2 separate regions of the Macaca mulatta genome follow, and region 2 is linked to region 1. Evidence: chromatin contacts called from public Hi-C data. All regions are on one chromosome and are shown on one strand. Each heading gives the region's core, a stretch centred on a gene start, on an enhancer-like site or on the middle of the called end of the contact. The rest is flanking DNA. Distances are from core to core; before and after follow the strand shown.

The links. Hi-C and Micro-C count contacts between places; a contact is called where the count stands out from the background.
Region 2: a Hi-C map of liver shows a contact between it and region 1, with 1.9 times the contacts expected there. The contact joins the promoter of NAXD here to the promoter of LOC106994380 in region 1. A contact is called at or near these places in 2 of 14 Hi-C or Micro-C datasets (cortical neurons and liver).

The regions. Positions count from the first base shown.
Region 1 is chr17:104,952,354-104,957,932 of T2T-MMU8v2.0, forward strand. It overlaps LOC106994380, which reads right to left and starts at 2,649. Exons shown (of 8, transcript XR_013407757.1): 1 at 2,505-2,649. RAB20 (RAB20, member RAS oncogene family) reads right to left here. Exons shown (of 2, transcript XM_001082373.5): 2 at 4,905-5,579. The coding sequence ends at 5,498.
Region 2 is chr17:104,991,083-104,996,661 of T2T-MMU8v2.0, forward strand. It overlaps NAXD (NAD(P)HX dehydratase), which reads left to right and starts at 2,983. Exons shown (of 11, transcript XR_013407747.1): 1 at 2,983-3,325. RAB20 (RAB20, member RAS oncogene family) reads right to left here and starts at 2,997. Exons shown (of 2, transcript XM_001082373.5): 1 at 2,547-2,997. The coding sequence starts at 2,718.

The sequences.
Region 1 (5,579 bases), core at 1,399-3,898:
CTCGGCTGTGAGTGCAGGCGGTATTCTGTGTGTGCAGGGTCTCGGCTGTGTGTGCAGCGTCTCGGCTGTGCGTGTGTGCAGGGTCTCGGCTGTGAGTGCAGGGTCTCGGCTATGTGTGCAGGGTCTCGGCTGTGAGTGCAGGGTCTCGGCTGTGTGTGCAGGGTCTCTCCACTGTGTGTGCAGGGTCTCGGCTATGTGTGCAGGGTCTCGGCTGTGAGTGCAGGGTCTCGGCTATGTGTGCAGGGTCTCGGCTGTGAGTGCAGGGTCTCGGCTGTGTGTGCAGGGTCTCTCCACTGTGTGTGCAGGGTCTCGGCTATGTGTGCAGGGTCTCGGCTGTGAGTGCAGGGTCTCAGCTGTGTGTGCAGGGTCTCTCCACTGTGTGTGCAGGGTCTCGGCTGTAAGTGCAGGGTCTCGGCTGTGAGTGCAGGGTCTCAGCTGTGTGAGCAGGGTCTCTCCACTGTGTGTGCAGGGTCTCAGCTGTGTGAGCAGGGTCTCTCCACTGTGTGTGCAGGGTCTCGGCTGTGAGTGCAGTGTCTTGGCTGTGTGAGCAGGGTTTCTCCACTGTGTGTGCAGGGTCTCGGCTGTGAGTGCAGTGTCTTGGCTGTGTGAGCAGGGTTTCTCCACTGTGTGTGCAGGGTCTCGGCTGTGAGTGCAGTGTCTCGGCTGTGTGTGCAGGGTCTCGGCTGTGTGTGCAGGGTCTCGGCTGTGTGTGCAGTGTCTCGGCTGTGCGTGTGTGCAGGGTTTCGGCTGTGAGTGCAGGGTCTCTCCACTGTGTGAGCAGGGTCTCAGCTGTGTATCCACCCCACCGCACCCAGCCCCTCTGTCCTGTTTCAACAGTGAGGCTCGAAAGATCCAGCTCTGCGAAGTGGGAGGATGGAAGACCGCTGCACACTGTGGAGAAGAGGCTGTGCTCCTAATAAGGGCACGTAAGAGGACGAGGGGCGCAGGCCACCCTGCCTGGCCACAGAAAGGAAGATACGAGCCGGACTCCACCAACCAGGTCTGGGAGGATCTGTGCCTTTGAAATCCTCCAAACACCCGGAGGCCACCCTACTGCACTTCCACCAGGGTCTCTGGGTCCGGGTCCCACTCTTCTTCCTCCTTCAGAGGTTTGTGGTCATTGCTCAGTAGGGACTCAGCCTGGTTAGAGTCTCCTAGGAGCACGGAGTGAAGGCCCAGCCCACAGCCATTGCCCCTTCTCTCTGGAAGACAAGTACCATCTCCGTGTCTCATGGGGTCTGTCTCATGGGCCTTGAGCAGCAGCTCGCCTCTGCTGGAGAGATCCATGTGCTGGGAGCACCCGTGTGCTATGGGGATCCGAGTGCTGGGAGGGACCCATGTACTAGAGGGACCCGTGTGCTGGCGGGAACTGTGTGCTGGGGGGACCCATGTACTGGAGGGACCCGTGTGCTGGGGGGAACTGTGTGCTGGGGGGACCCATGTACTGGAGGGACCCGTGTGCTGGGGGGAACTGTGTGCTGGGGGGACCCATGTACTGGAGGGACCCGTGTGCTGGGGGGAACTGTGTGCTGGGAGGACCCATGTGCTCGGAGGACCTATATGCTGGGGGGATCCATGTACTGGGGGGATCCGTGTGCTGGGGAGATCCGTGTACTGGGGGGATCCATGTGCTAGAGGGACCCGTGTGCTGGGAGGACCCGTGTGCTGGGGAGAACCGTGTGCTGGGGAGAGCCGTGTGCTGGGGAGAGCCGTGTGCTAGGGGGATCCGTGTGCTAGGGGGACCCGTGTGCTAGAGGACCCATGTGCTAGGGGGACCCGTGTGCTAGAGGACCCATGTGCTGGGGGGACCCGTGTACTGGGGGAATCTGTGCTAGAGGAACCCGGTGCTGGGGGGATCTGTGTGCTGGGGGGGGGGCCGTGTACTGGGGGGCACCGGTGTGCTGGGGGGATTCGTGTGCTAGAGGGACCCATGTACTGGGGGGCACCCGTGTGCTGAGGGACCCATGTGCTGGGGGGAGCCCATGTACTGGGGGGATCCATGTGCTGGGGGGAGCCCATGTACTGGGGGGCACCCGTGTGCTGGGGGACCCATGTGCTGGGGGGAGCCCATGTACTGGGGGGATCCATGTGCTGGGGGGAGCCCATGTACTGGGGGGCACCCGCGTGCTGGGGGATCCATGTGCTAGAGGGACCCATGTGCTGGGGGGATCCATGTGCTGGGGGGAGCCCATGTACTGGGGGGCACCCGTGTTCTGGGGGGATCTGTGTGCTGGGGGGAGCCCATGTACTGGGGGGCACCCATGTGCTGGGGGGATCTGTGTGCTGGGAACATTCATGTGAGGTTGTTTTCCTGGCACAGCAGGGGCTGTTTAAACCAGGAAGTTGGGTCCAGAAATGGCAACATCATACTCTTTAAGAAACCAGGCCTGGGAGCCTGGGGAAGGGGACATTCTGACTGACAGCACCTAGATTACCACATACCCAACCCCAAGACTCCCTGACACCACCGCCAGGGACGAAGCTTCAAGGGCACCAGGAAATACCTGAATATGAGGTGTCATTGAGGAAAGGGTTCTCATCTGCACGGGGACACAGACAGCTGGAAATGTGCAGAAGGGAGCTCCGAGACCACATGCCGCCATTAACCCCGGACCGTCACTTGCTCTTCTCCTCCCTGGAGTGGCTGCTCTGCACAAAGGAAAGACGGATGCTCGAGGTCACGCGCTCAAACCCACACCCAGTGGGGAAATCTGCGCCATCTCCAACGGCTGAGTTGCCCAACTGAGAGATTTCAAGCTTTCCAAGAACTGACGTGGTTTCTGGAAGGAAACGGGCCACATGAGCCAGGCTGGCATCCGAAGTCCACTTGGAATGCAGCCTACGACACAGGGTACCTGTGGCACACCGTCATTGAAACTGTCCCAATCGCTCAGCTCCAGGAAGGGCTGAGGAGAGAGTGACTGCTCAGTGAGATGTGCCGAATGAATGAACCCCTCATGCCCTTACAAAAGCACTTGTAAGGGCAGCTGGAAGTTCTAGCATAGGAGAGACTGCAGCACCAACTGCTCAGAGGAACTCGTTTAAAAGGAGCCCACAGGGATGCTTATTTTTAGGACAACACGTACAGGATGAAATGCTTAAACAGAGTTGATGGAGAATGTGCCACCCGTGGGCACCGTACCCGGAGCACACAGCCCCTCGAGGAAACAAGCTGTCGGGTGCCCAGAGCAGATGGGAAATCGAATCCAAGAATGTTCAGAAAGAACAGGCCTCAGGCATTCATACAGCCCTCCCTGCCTTCAAGCACCAACTGCAAAGACAATGCCGTATGATACTTTCTCTCCCTCCACAGCCTTCAGATAAAGACTCTGGCCTGGTCAGAGCTCATGCTTATGATCCCAGCATTTTGGGAGGCCGAGGCAAGAGGATTGCGTGAGCCCGGGAGTTCCAGACCAGCCTGGGAAACACAGCAAGACCTCATCTCTACAAAAAATAAAAATAAAAAATTAGCCAGGTGTAGTGACACAGCCCTGTAGTCCCAGCTACTCAGACTGAGGTGGGTGGATCACTTGTGTTCAGGAGTTTGAGGCTGCAGTGAGCTGAGATTGTGCCACTGTACTCCAGCCTGGGCAACAGAGTGAGACTCTGCCTCAAAAAAAAAAAAAAAAAAAAAAGATTCCAAAGTCTCTTTGGTTAGCATATTTCCTAGATGTGTCACTAGTAAAGATGCACTTTATAGAAAATGAATATAACTTCTGTCCCTAAGTGGTATATTCAGCCAAGTCAATAAAAAGTCATGAGTCAGGCTGACCTGTGTTCACTTCTCAATGGGCTGCTATTGCGAAACTGAAGTTTTAAATCTGAAACCGCATCTCAGCGGGGCTGAGGACCTGCAATCGCAGGGGTTGCCTCAGTGCTTCCTCCTGGGGTCCAAGCTCCCTTCCTTGCCTGAAAAGCACTCACTCCACAGGAGCAGAGAAGTTAGGCCTGCAGCAGCCCAGAAACCGGAGAGCACAGGCCTTCAGCAAATTAGGAACAGCTCCCCAGAAAACAAAGCACCCCTGTAATCCCAGCATGTTGGGAGGCTGAGTTGGGAGGATCGCTTGAGTTCAAGGATTTGAGACCAGCCTGGGCAACATGGCAAAACTCCATCTCTACAAAAAAAAAAAAAATTTACTGGGACATGGAGGCGCATGCCTGTAATCCCAGCTACTTGGGAGGCTGAGGTGGGAGAATTGCTTGAACCCCGGAGGTACAGGCCGCAGTGAAAGATCACGCCATGGCACTCCAGCCTGGTGACAGAGCAAGACCCTATCACAAAAAAAAAGAAGAAAAGAAAGCAAGAGAGAGAGGGAAGGAAGGAAGGAAGGAAGGAAGGAAGGAAGGAAGGGAGGGAGGTAGGGAGGAAGGGAGGGAGGGGAGGGAGGGGAGGGAGGGGAGGGAAGGGAGGGAAGGGAAGGATGGAAGAAAGAAAAACAGCACTCATGAAACCCGCTGCCCAGCGCCATCCACCCCATGTTGCCTCCCAACACATAGCCCCGACCCCGGCCTGCTTTCGTTCAGTCACATTTCTGGGAAAACAAATCTACTGTCTCCCGGCGTCTCTGTCTGGCATCTTCCAATAAAGTAGCCACCCCATGGCCAGCAGCAGCAGACCCGAGGGGGGTTTCTGATTCAGAGACCTGGGTGCTCGGGTGCCCCACACTTCAGCAGAACCAGAGCTTTTAGCTTTGCTACTATTATTGGAATTCAAGTCATCAAGAAAACTAGGCAGATGGGCCAATCTAAATATTCTGCAATTGGTAAGGATTTCACACAGCTTCCGCAGAAAGAGAGACGTATCTCAAGTTCGCAGCCATCTCCCCAGCGCCCCCCACCCTACCCCAAAAAGAGTCCCTGGGACTGGGGGTGCAAATGAAGTCAGTTCAGTCTCAATACTCAAGTGTTTCCCAAAATCCTCTTTAATAATACATGAAACCCACATTGCCGCAATCAGTATAAAAACAGTTATTCCTGATTTTGTACAAATGAGCATGTCTAGAGTCAGGATTATCAAGCATCAAGATACAAGTACCAAGTGGGAGGACCAAAGGCAACTCACAGTGAAGAGAAACGCTTGGGAACAAGAAATGTCGAAGCTGCAGGACGTGGTAACAAGCCAGGGTGCCGAAAGGGTCAGAGGTGCAGGTGCAGTTGCAGGTTTCTGCCTGTGCAAGGGTGAGGGGCCGTCGCAGGCTGGCTGCAAAGGACCAGTGCCAGGCAGTGAGGCAGAGAGTGCCAGGGCTCTCGACTCTGCAGATTGGGCTTTGCAGAAGATTCCTGTTTCCCCACCTCCCCACCCCTCTGACAGAGACCGAGGAGACCACGCACATTGCCCTCCTCTTCATAGCCAGCCATCGTTTCCACTCCAACGTTCTGCTGCGTGTGTCACTCTGGAAAAATAATTCCTTGGTGTTGCTTGCTCCTTTCAGATCACAGCCTGCCTGGTCAGTCCCCTTCCCACATGCACAGTCTGAGTCCAGGAGGCCCTGGAAAGTCAGGCACAACACCCAGATCTGGTCCTCTTGGACGGCTTCTGACTAGATATATCCACTGTGTGTGACGGCCTCTCGGCTCTC
Region 2 (5,579 bases), core at 1,733-4,232, 39 kb after region 1:
CTCCATCCTGCCTTACAGGCTACAAGCAGCCAGGCACTGGGTATACACCGACCCCCGTGCAATCGTTTTTACTATTAAACATCCTGTCACCCTCCGCACACCTGCGCCTCCACCCCAGCCCACCCTGCCTTGTGTTGCTAAAAGCAACTTTGAAAATGGTTCCTCCTCCGGCTGGTCCTTATCGTTCTGCCTCGGTTATGACAATTACAACAAAGACAACTTGAAAAGCAATGTCTGTGTGATGGAGAGAAAGTTTAGGAGCTAAACAAAAGAAGGAAAAGAATAAGGTCCCCTAAAAGTTAAATTCTGAATTTCCAATAATTATAGAAAAGGTATCTGTTCCTACCTCTCTTTTTCCTGCAAGTACCCAGTCAGGCCACAGACCACTGAGGAGGCAGGCAAGGGTGGCCTGTGTCCCTGCCAACTCTGGGCCAGGGCCGCCTGAGTACACAGGAAGTCAGGAATGTGGAGAAGGGGCCTGGTCACCCTCTGTTCTGAGGAGTTCTAGTAATTCACCCTTAGGATCTTTCGAACAAGCAGCAGCAGCCTCGGATGCCAGGAAATGAGCTGCTGCCCCCAGGAACGCTTCAAGACATCTAGGGCATCACATCAGCACAATTGCAAAATCCTCTGGTGATCAAGATTCCAGCTGCATCATGTCCTTGGTGCTGAAGAAGCAAGAGGCCAGTCGAAACAAAACTGCTACTTCATTCCCTCCAATGCAGGGGCTGTTCTAGCACTGCAGGGCAGCTCTTGTTCCAGAAACACCCCGTGTGGTAAGAGTCTGCCTCCAACGGCAGCCACTACAGGGGTTTCGGTTTGGGTCCCCCAATAGCACTCCTACATTAACCTTGCTACTTGTAAACCAAGGGCAGCAGTAAATCCCAGCCAGCCAGCGAAAGCAGCAGAGGGGCAAATCTTTGTACAAAAGCAAATTAGGTTCCATTTGACTTTGTAGAAAAGCAAATTGGGTTCGTGAAGTGGGTTCGATTTGACTTCTAGAGCATGCGTTCCATCGTTAACAAATGCTCAGTGTGAGGGAGTCAGCTCAGTGAACCTCACCCTGCAGCCTGGGGCGGAAGACAGAATTGGAGCAAAGATCCGGGAAATGCACCTCTTTACCCGGGGACATTGTTTTCACAAGATGATTGCCAATAAACTAGTCACGATGTTAACTGGGATAATAATAATGAAAAAGCAAGCATCAAAGAAGGCAAAAGGGAGGGGGAGAACTGGAAGTACCTCTGTGAGCTTCGTTAATTCAGTTTTAAAGAGAGAATTAATTATCATCTTGTTTATTCAGCATACTGTCGCACCCAAGATGGCAATTTAAGAACTCTGGACGGGGCCTTTGGGTATATGACTTTTTAAAATGCTGACATAAAAGAAGTCAGAACTTTCAGAGTTTCAGGCTTCTAAAAACTCACACTCATTGAAAATGTGTCACACGAATCCAGTTTCTTCACTTACAATATCTTATTCTTTTGTAAGGAGAAGGAAATATATTCCATTGCAATGCTACAATCACCAGTGTTATTTTCCAATGTTAAACAGAAAGCTTGAATTGAGATCTTCTAAGTTGTACTTTTGAAAAGTCACAAATACTACACACTAAAAATAACTCATTACCTATCTTACAAATGCTTCCACCGGAAGTCACTCCAAACCCATATGACGTATCTGAGCCAAGATCAAGCAGAAGATTAACTGTAAAAGGCAGATATGCTCCGGGCTGAGAGGTCCGGAGGCTCCAGTTCTATTTCCTCTCTCCTGAGTAAACCCAGCAGGGGACCACTCTGTGCCTCATTTTACTCTTTCTTAAAAAGGGGCTAATAACACCAGCTCTGCTCACCCCTCAAGTGAATCTTTTTTTTTTTTTTTTTGAGACGGAGTCTGCTCTGTCGCCCAGGCTGGAGTGCAGTGGCCGGATCTCAGCTCACTGCAAGCTCCGCCCCCCGGGTTTACGCCATTCTCCTGCCTCAGCCTCCCGAGTAGCTGGGACTACAGGCGCCCGCCACCTCGCCCGGCTAGTTTTTTGTATTTTTTAGTAGAGACGGGGTTTCACGGTGTTAGCCAGGATGGTCTCGATCTCCTGACCTCGTGATCCGCCCGTCTCGGCCTCCCAAAGTGCTGGGATTACAGGCTTGAGCCACCGCGCCCGGCCTCCCTCAAGTGAATCTTAAAGGAGATCATGTTCCTACGGGTACGTAAAAACTGAAAATACTCAACAAAGCAGCCACCGAGGAGCGTCTCTGGTTCCCAGGGCAGCAGAGCAGGAACGCGGGGCTCGGGAGCAAAGGCCGCTCAGGTACACAAGTGACCAGCGGGTTCTCTGCAAACTGGATTGTCGCTGAGGTCACTGAGTGGCTCAGCAGGCAGAGCTCAGCCCAACCAGCAAGGGAGGACGAGGGGGAAACCCCGAGAAGAAGGCATCTGCTGTCCGAGGCCGGGACCCTGTGCGCGGCCGGGTGCCCTGCTGGAAGCCCCGCGCCCCCGGTCCCCGGCGGAGCCCCAGAGCGGCGTGGCTCAGGCGGCGCCGGCCTCACCTGCGGTGTCCCAGATGGAGATGTTGTAGGAGCGCCACTGCTTCAGGTAGAAGGCGCCGCCCACCGTGCTGACCGTGTCCGGGAAGCGCCGCTCCATATACCGCTGCAGCAGCGACGTCTTCCCCACGTTCATGTCCCCCAGCAGCACAATCTTGCTGTCGGGCTTCCTCATCTTCCCGCAGGAACCCCCGGCGCCCCGCACCCTTTCCCGGAGGCTGGCCGGCTCGTGCGCCCCGCGCGCAGCTGGTGGAGCGGACCCTGGACTCGCCGCGACCCGGTTCTCGGGAACGCTCCGGGACCTTCGCCTCCGGACGCCCGGGAGCGCAAGAGAGGAAGCGCGTGTGCGCGCCCGGGCAGGAGCTGGCTACGGAGCCCGGAGCGCACGTCGGGGGCCCGGACCGCGGCGGCCTCGCCCCGCCCCCCGGGCCCTTTCACCGCCCCGGCCCCGCCCCATCCCCTTCCCCCCACCGCCCCCACCCCGCCCCTGCCGGACCTCGCGCTTTCGCAAGAACGGGAGTTCTCCAGCCGAGGCTCCGGACTGCTGCAGGATGGAAAATGAAAGTTCTGGGAGCACCTTCCGCGTCTCCGCTTCTGCACGGTCGGGGCTGCGGTGCGAGGAGCCTGGCCGCGGGGCCGAGCGAGGTGGAAGGGCCGGGGCCCTTGGGGAACCCCCTTCTCTCTTCCACGCTCCTTTAGGAGAGGAACACGTGAGAGCGTGTTCCTCTCACGCTCGACCCAGCGCCTTTCCAGCTGCGGTCGATTTGCTTCTCCGCGTGCGTGTAAGTGCAACCACCCTCAAGGTCATTGAAAAAGTTTGCTTTAAATGAGCGTCTGCGGAGCCCGTCCTGAGGCTCTCACTGTTAGAGATTAGAGATGGGGGCGCTTTCTAGTGGAGGGTTTTGCTTGTGGAGGATTTTGGTTTTGCTCTTTGACTTTTGCAAGAAGCCTTTTATCCTATTTTGTACCTGAAAAGTGGACAGTCATCTCCATTTATGGCTTGGAATGAAAATTTGACTATGGAAGTTGCAATCGCTACTTGAGAAATATTTCCTCCTTTTTTTTTTTTTTTTTTTTTTTTTTTTTTTTTTTTTTTTTTGACACGGAGTTTTGCTCTTGTTGCCCTGGCTGGAGAGCAGTGCGCGATCTCGGCTCACTGCAACCTCCGCCTTCCGGTTTCAAGTGATTCTCCTGCCTTAGCCTCCCGAGTAGGCGGGATTACAGGCATGAGCCACCATGCCCGGCTGATTTTTGTATTTTTAGTAGAGACAGGGTTTCACCATGTTGGCCAGGCTGGTCTCGAACTCCTGACCTCGTGATCCACCCGCCCCGGCCTCTCAAGTCCTCCTTACTTTTTAGAGTAAACCTTGAAATGCTTTTAAAATATGCAGCGTGTGGAATTTGGTTTGTTGGTTGGTTGGTTGGTTGGGGTTTTTTAGAGAAAATGAGAGGTAGAATGGACTTTAAGTTGAACCCTGGGGACAGTGTCGCTCTGGCCGCTGGCCTGGCTGAGAAAGGCGGTGAGACCCTGAGCAGGTTAAAACCGGTGTCCTGTAAAGGGAAATAGGCCCGTTGCCTCCTTCGGTAGGTGCCCTGAGACTCCGACAAGGCAGGAATGCCAAGGCCTATCATACCTGCTCAGCCCTGGCACGTCAGGTTGCTGAGACTGAGCAGTGTGGGGCTGAGGTGGAAGTGGACCTTCTGGGGCATGGAAAATGCACCAGGAGACCCCGGCTCCTTCTCAGCCAGCACTGCTTCATCCTCAGAACAAATTTCAGTCAATTCGGCATTTATTCAATGCCTGTTGCATGCAAGTGACAACCTAAATAACAGAGAGGATGTCTAAAAGAAAAAGATACTTATTTTGCAATAGAGCATTGCAATAGAAATATGCATGCCATAGTAAACTTGTGCATATTCAGGGAGGCAAAGAAAGCAAAGGTTTTTTAAAAAATAAGGCGGACTGCACAATTGTTTGAAAATAATTATCTGTGGCTACAAAGATCCATAACGAAGGCAATGTCAGTTCGAAGTAGGACAGCCAGTGGCTGGGCCATGTCCTTGCAGGACTTGTTTTTTGTGGGAGATTGCAGTGACCTTTGTGCAAGGTTGCGGTTTTTCCAGAGAGTCCTTTTTGTTACCAGGCACAAGGACCCTCTCTTTGCCGAGCACGGTGGCTCACGTCTGTAATCCCAGCACTTTGGGAGGCTGAGGCAAGTGGATCACGAGGTCAGGAGATGGAGACCATCCTGGCTTACACAGTGAAACCCCGTCTCTACTGGGCACCTGTAATCCCAGCTACTCGGGAGGCTGAGGCAGGAGAATGGCATGAACCGGGAGGCGGAGCTTGCAGTGAGCCAAGATTGCGCCACTGCACTCCAGTCTGAGTGACAGAGCGAGACTCCGTCTCAAAAAAAAAAAAAAAAAAAAAAGAACCCTCTCTTCATGGCCTTCCCTGGCTCTATTTGTCAGGGTTTTCTTAACATTAGTGACTCCATTTCGATTCTGACAATTTTCACACAAGCTACAGTGCCTGGCCTGGGGTGACACAAACATGAATCAGGTTTGGTTCCTGTTGGCCAGGCGCAGTGGCACACACCTGTAATCCCAGCACTTTGAGAGGCTGAGGCAGATGGATCCTTTGAGCCCAGGTGTTCAAGATTAGCCTGGGCAACATGGGCAGACCCCTGTCTCTACAAAAAAGACAGAAAAAATTCGCCATGCATGGTGGTGTGCACCTGCAGTCCTAGCTATTCAGGAAGCTGAAATGGGAGGATCACGTTAGCCCAGGAGGTCAAGAGTGCGGTGAGCCGTGATTGTGCCACTACTGCACTTCAGCCTGGGAGACAATAAGACCCTGTCTCAAAAAAAAAAAAAAAAGTTTCGTTTCTGCCCTGGAGAGGGTCACAATGAAATAGAACGTGAATAGCTTTGTTTAAACAAACTAAACCAAGGCCACAAGGTTGTGAGTAGGTCTAAATGGCCCACTGCACAGGGACAATGAGGATGGGCTGGGACTCGAGCTTGGAGACCAGG